2 separate regions of the Dromaius novaehollandiae genome follow, and region 2 is linked to region 1. Evidence: chromatin contacts called from public Hi-C data. All regions are on one chromosome and are shown on one strand. The core of a region is the stretch at or near the end of the contact, and the rest is flanking DNA. Distances in the headings are between cores, read along the strand shown.

Region 1 (3,292 bases), core at 611-3,110:
AGAATTTAATAGTGCAGCTTTGAGGAAAACTGGCCTGTTTGGAAAACCTGTGACACCTGACTGGAAGTTTGCTCCTAAAATCTGAGGGCACAACATGACCCCACGGTGCTGACTGACCTAGAATTGAGACTATATACTTACCTGAAATATTATCAGAAAAATCAAGATCTTTCAGCATTTTGAATAAGAAAACCTGCTTAGCTGTCCTTCACAAGTCATCATTCTTATCTGAAATTCCTCATACCATTTAAGTAAAAAAATCAAAATTTGTATATGTGTGCTTTAGAAAGCCATATACCACGCACTCGCGGTAGTTACGCTTTTCCCAGGTAGTGTGTACCACAAGTTTTGCTTCATGGCTTTTATCACTAGGTGGCGACATTAGAAGCGAGAATCGTGATGAAGGACAGGGAGCGAGTAGTACCCGGGGGAATGTCAACTTCCACGATTTGAGGAAACACTAAATCCTGGATAAATTCTGTTCCATTTATTTATTTGAGAATTCACTTATTGACTTTAAATTTATAGCAATTAACAGAAATGACAGCCCAGGACTACAAGCACCTTAGTACAATATAATCCTTGAAGTATAACCATTTACTATTTGCAATATAACCATTTCAGGGGGAATTCAACCCAGCATCTACATAAACACCCGTCCACGCCTCTTTAGCAATATGAGCACTATGTGAAATCCACACCAGCACAGGGCTGGCCACACGCCGGGCCAGCAGGTCCCTCCAGGCCTCCTAGTTCCACCCAGCCTCCAGCGACTGCCGCTGTGCAGCCAGGGCGTCCGAGGGGTTCCCGCTGCGAGGGGCGCGAGGGTGCACGGCGCAGGCGCCCGCCGAAGCCTGGAGCTGGCAGATCCCTCCAAAGCGCACAGGCAGCACCGCAACGCCTGCTCTGGGCCTGCCACAGCCGGGCAGGCCCAGAGCCGCTCCGTAACCAAGGCTGTAACCATCTTCCCTGCAGCCCGTGCTCGTGCCCCCTGTAATTTGGGGGTTGGAAGTAATAAATTTGTTGGATTTGTTCCCGAGATAACAGAGGAGATCACTGGCAACTCTGAAAAACCACTTTCGAGTAGCAGAAGTGCCAGATCTGGCTGATCTTTGGTGACCTGCAGCTGTAGCAGGCAGCTGTTGGCTCTTGGTGGGCTCTTCGGGGCGGCCAAGTACCTCACGAGTGCGCAAATTTGCCTCGGTGATACATCTAAGCCAGGCTAAAATGTGATCACATATGAATGATCCTGTTCTAAGGCTACGTGGGACATGCTAGACGTGGCCTATCGCTTGGATCTACGGGAAACTGAGGCACAGCAGGACAAGGAGGTGCGCTGTGGGAAGGCCGGCTGTGGCGGAGGCAGGACTCGAACCGATGACCTAAGGATCTCGAGCGCCGCGCGCAGACTACAATGCCCGCAGGGCCTGGGCGCACCACGTGACACCACCCGACCGCAGCGCGCGAGCACTTCCGTAAACACGCGCGCGAGGCTGAGTGACAGAGAAATGTAGCCAATCGTGGCCCGCGGGGCGCGTGGGGGCGGTGGCTTCTCCTCCGGCGGCTCGGGCGCGGGACGGCGGGAGCCGTTAACGGCCAAAGTAACGGCTGCTGCGCGAGCTCCTGCGAGGGGGGATGGGGCGGAGGCGGGGGGCGGCTTCGTGGCGGCCATGGCTGCGGTAGCGGCTGGCAGCGGGGCAAGGGGACGGGCCTGCTGGCCTGGACCCTGGCCCGCTCTGGAGAGCCGGGAGCAGGCCGCGCCCGGCCGGCCGTGACAGCTGGCGCAGCTCACCTCAGGGCCCATCCGCCGCATCGGGCCCTGCGGCGGGGCAGGCAGGCGGGGGTAGGCCCGGTGAGCCTGTGCGGGGTGGGCTCTGTGCGGCTCTCTGCCTTGGTGTAAGCTTACAGTGTTGGAGGGGGTGATGGGGTCTTTAGTTGCACTTCAGCTGTGACTTTTCTAGTTCATTCGGGCTGGGGGTGAGCACTCCTGCTTTTATATGTGTTTTGGGTAAGTGTGTGCTCTCCTGAAATTGTGTGTGCTCAGTTTTTCTTGGTGTTAATTTCTGCATGTATCTGTTAGTATTGTTAACCCATAGGTGTATGTAATATAAGATGCATGCTATTGCACTTTTTTGGAATGGCATGATAAAAATAGATACCTTGGTTTACTGGTGTGTGTATTTTGGTTTATTGTCACAGTTTTCCAATGGAAATAAAAGCAGCTGTCAGAAGATACGAAACAAGGAAGAAGACAGGAGGAACAGAAGTGGCATCCAAATCCCGAGTTGATTGGAGACGCACTAAAAGGGAGATCATCTTGCTTGACAGCGATGAAGAATCCTCATTTACCTCTGACGATGAAGGATCTGCCACATCAGAAGAGGAAGTAGATGAAAAAGATGAAACTCTTGTGAAGAATAGCCTTTCAGATCATGAAGAGAAAAGCCATAATGGGGCAATAACAGAGGATGCCGAGGATGAGCACGTCACGCCTGGAAAGCGTAAAAGGTCAAGCACTTCTGTACTGTATGACAGTGATGAAAGTGAGGACAGTGATATCCTTGTTAGAAAAGTTTTTGCTAAACGCCATTGTATAATGGACGAAGATGAGAGTTCTCAAGAACAGCAACCTGATAAAACCTGCCTTGCAGAAAATATTCCTACTAATAGGAAACAGCAAGTGTTAGCCAGATTGAAAGAACTTTCAAGACAAAGAGCTACTCGGACATCCTGTAATAGTGAATGTTTTGAGGTCTGCATTTTATCTTTGAAATTCATTTGGTGAAAGTACTGAATGTGGGGGAAGAACTAATAGTTAATAGTTATCAGTCAGTGGGTTTTTTATTTTGTATTGGTTTTTATTCCTGACAAATTAGTAATTCCATCATATTTTAGCAATTTTCTTAACATGATAAAAATGCTCTCTGCTGACACTATTAACTTGAGTTTAACTTTCGTCGCTGGGGTTTTAAGAATTTTCTTGTATTTGCTCTTTCAGGCATTCAGATGATTAAGCAGCTTAGGATGCAGGTATCTGTCTTCCTACATAGTCAGAAAGGAAAAGCATCTTTAACATAACTTCTTCCTTTTTCTGTAAAGAAGAGACATTTGAAAGGATTATCAAATGATATTTATCAAGAAGCAAGATACCTGTTGAAGTAACTTAGAGATCTCAAGGTAGCTTAATTCCTACAGATAGACTGAAGGTACATGGAGATGAGTGATTTAAATCTGAAAGTAACCTTCACGTAGTACAGAATTATGTAATTTTGGAACTATATTATTTCTTGTT
Region 2 (3,411 bases), core at 230-2,729, 260 kb after region 1:
TTAGCACAGGTCTATCAATCTTTTCATTTTGATATTGTCAAAGCATTTTGTTTTGAGTTTTAACACTGTAATAAGACAGTAGCAATTAGCCTTTGTTTTTACACAAAATCTCACTTCTAACCATAAAACAGGGTTCATTTTAGAAAAGGCTACACAAACTTAATTCTTTAGGCTGAAAAAAAAGAGACTAGACAAACTTATTTGCCAGCATATGAACATTTTCAGAACACTGAGAAAATAAAAAAGTTAAAAAGATCATTTTGACAAAGCTGTGTTTTCAAGTTTAAATCAGCTTCACAAAAACCCGAAATCAGGCTTGCTCCGTAGCAGCCAGTAGAGCGACAGAGGAAATTTCACAGCAAATTAATGTCGTCTCAGGCACGGCTGCTGCAACCTCACCCCAGCCCCCTGCTTGCGTGCACTCGCTTGTGCAAGCTTAAAGGATGGAAACCGCCGGGGAATTACACCCCAACGAAAGGAACAAAACGTGAGGTAGGGACAGAGCAACATCAACTAATTCAGTCTTTAGAGCGCAGACAGGGATAGCATTTAAATCAGTGACCATTTTACAGCGACAAAATACTCAGGTAGATTAAATTTTAGAACACGATTGGCTTATGTTGGTTTGAGCTGGTGTTTTGGACAGGAACGTCCCTTCGGACGGATGCTCGCGGCATCAGGAGTCCTCTTTCTTCTGTCAACAAGTAGGACTGACCAGCCGCCCTCACTGGGAACCTGCTCACACCTTCCCAGCGCTTTGGTTTCTGCCTGCTAGGATTTTTAATCAATTTTGTCATTTTGGTTGCGCGTTTGGAAGACACTTGCACTCTGGGTAAGGGCAGAGCAGGCTGCAGCTCTTGGGCAGTAATGCTAAGAACTGGCTCACCAAAACGCTCCAGGGAACTCAATGCAAAACTGCTCTTCACACAGAACTATCTACCTTTTCGTAGCAACCTTTAGCTATGCAGCACCCTGGGCGGAAAACACGGTGACATATGTACACCTCTGTGTGTGTGCACGCAGATCAGCTCGGCCTCCCTGCAGAGCCGGGCCGCTCACACTGCCATGCCCGTGACTCCTGCGCACCTGGTGCAGGGACGAGCTCGCAGGGATTTATTTTTAGCAGGTATGGGCAATTACAAATTTCAGGAGCACAACTGCTTTTTATTACACGTACAGACTTAGCGCACCAGGGGACCTGAGCTGTGCCTCTAGTATGCCCATGGAATAGAAAACACACGATCATTTTATATCTGAGAAGGAAAAACCTCCCGCTTTCAGGAAGGACATTCGCGGCCGGACGCACCGGGGAGGGGCAGCCCCCGGGGTGGCGGCGTGTCGCACTGCGGCCCTCTCCCCCGCGACGACGGGGGGTCGCCCCGCGGCCCCGATGTCCTCCCGGCTGGGCACCAGCGGCGCGGCCGGGGCTGCGGGAGGGCCCAGCGCGGCTCCTCCTCCCTCCTCCGGCCCCCTCGTGCCGGGAGCGCGGCGGGGAGGGGCGCCGAGAAGCCAGGCGCAGCCGCCGCCCGCCCCCGCCCGCGCGGCACGCCGGGCCGACATGGCCGCTTCCTGTGCCGCCGCGCGGCCGCCGCGGCGCTGACAGCCGCCGTCCGCGGGCCGCCGCGCCGCCCGCCATGGAGGAGAGCTCCAGCTGCGAGAGCCTGGGCGCCGGGCGGGCGGCGGCGGCGCGGCCGCCCAGCGGCGACTCCCTCTCCAGGTAACGGCGCGCCGCGCCACGGCCGCCGCCTCCCGCCACCCCCCCCCCCCGACCCCTGCGGGGGGGTCGTGATTCAACGTGGGGGAGGAACAAGCCGCCGGGAGGACGGAGCCGGCGCCGCTTGCCGCGGGCGGGCGGGAGGGAGGGAGGGGGCGCCCGGCGGCGGGGGGTGCTGCGGGGCCGGGGCTGCGCCGGTTTGGGTTTCCAAGCACTGGGGCAGAGAAGAAGATGCCCTCCCGCCGCCAGCACGCAGATAAATGCTAAGTGACCCAGCGAGGCTGCGGTTCCCCGGCGCGCGTGGTGGTTTAGCAAAGACACAATAAAAGTAAGCAGCTGCTGGAGGCCCAGAAGGGCGCTAAGAAGGTCGCTCAGTACCTGCGGTGCCAGGTCCCCTGAGGCACATTTGCCGTCAGCCAGCCTACACGCTCGTGTCTGAGCTAGGCCTTGTTCTGTGTTTTTCGGTAACAAAGTTCCTGGTGCACGCTGACCGTTCGGTTTTGTCCTCCCAGCTTTCCGGAGGCATGACTTTGCAGTCTTAATGGCTTTTATTTTAATGCTGTGTGGGCAATTTCCAAGCTCTTTAAACCACAGAAACTGAAAAGAGACTTCCCTTTCCTTTCACTCACCGCAATTATCCGTGAGGTTTGAAATTTGTGACCAAAAGTGCCTCCTGTTTGGTCTGTGAGTTAATAGTGTAGGGGGGCCATGTATGGTAGCGGGGAAGGATGGACGTCGGCTGATGGAAGAGGAACGGTGGTGGGTGAATCCTGGATTTTGTGGTAAGCCCTGGGAGGGAGAAGGACCTAGCGTGTCAAGTTTGTTCAGTCCAGTCCTTGCGGCACTCTCCCTGGTGAAGTCTCAGGATTGCAGGATCGTCAGGAAGGAAGGGGCCTTAGGATCCCTCTGTCCAACCTCCTGCTCAGCTGTGATATCAGACTAGGCTGCTTAGGGCTTGATCCAATCAGGTCTTGAAAACCTCCCGGGACAGAGGGTGCATAACCTCTCTGGGCATCTTGTGCCAGTTCTTGGTGATCCTTGTGGGGAAGGAGTTTGTTATATCCAGTCTGAACCTCTTGTGTTTCAACTTGTGCCTCTTATCTCTCATCCTCACACCATGCGCTGCTGTGAAGAGCCTGGCTCCATCTCCTCAGTGACCACCTCGTAGGTGCTGGTAGGCTGCTGTCAGGTGCCCCGGAAGCCATCTCTGCTCCAGGCTGGACCAGATCCCCCAGCCTCTCCTCGCAGGAAGTGCTCCAGCCCCAATGATCTTGGTGGCTCTCCACTGAACTCCTGCCAGTTTGTCAATGCCTTTCTTGTACCGGTGTCAGAGTCCAGTACTCTCTAACCAGGTTCTTTTAGGTATTCCACACATACAGAGAGTGCAGTGTTTAATATAAAAGTTTATTCTGAAGATATTTGATGTTACACGGGATTTTTATTTAGCAGAGTGATTCAGAAATGTACTGAAATCACAGCACAAGTGTACCCTTATACAGTTCAATCACAATACCAATGCGATTGCCAATTACCAGTCTGTATAATATGCTCACCATCATGATGCTGGGCATCCCCAGTCGCCAGAAAGGCATACGTGGGTTGAAGCCATCTCAAACCCGGTGCTCTCTTCAAAATTCCTTTGTTAGTTGTTGAGGATTTATACTCTGTGTTGGGCTGAACCATGTATACACTTCCCT

What was found. Hi-C and Micro-C count contacts between places; a contact is called where the count stands out from the background.
Region 2: a contact with region 1 is called in a Hi-C map of brain, with 6 times the contacts expected there. The contact joins the promoter of MTMR2 here to the promoter of CCDC82 in region 1. A contact is called at or near these places in 2 of 4 Hi-C or Micro-C datasets (brain and liver).

The regions. Positions count from the first base shown.
Region 1 is chr1:206,352,561-206,355,852 of bDroNov1.hap1, forward strand. CCDC82 (coiled-coil domain containing 82) reads left to right here and starts at 1,861. Exons shown (of 9, transcript XM_064505111.1): 1 at 1,861-2,008; 2 at 2,200-2,752. The coding sequence starts at 1,998.
Region 2 is chr1:206,614,392-206,617,802 of bDroNov1.hap1, forward strand. It overlaps MTMR2 (myotubularin related protein 2), which reads left to right and starts at 1,480. Exons shown (of 15, transcript XM_064505108.1): 1 at 1,480-1,717. The coding sequence starts at 1,635.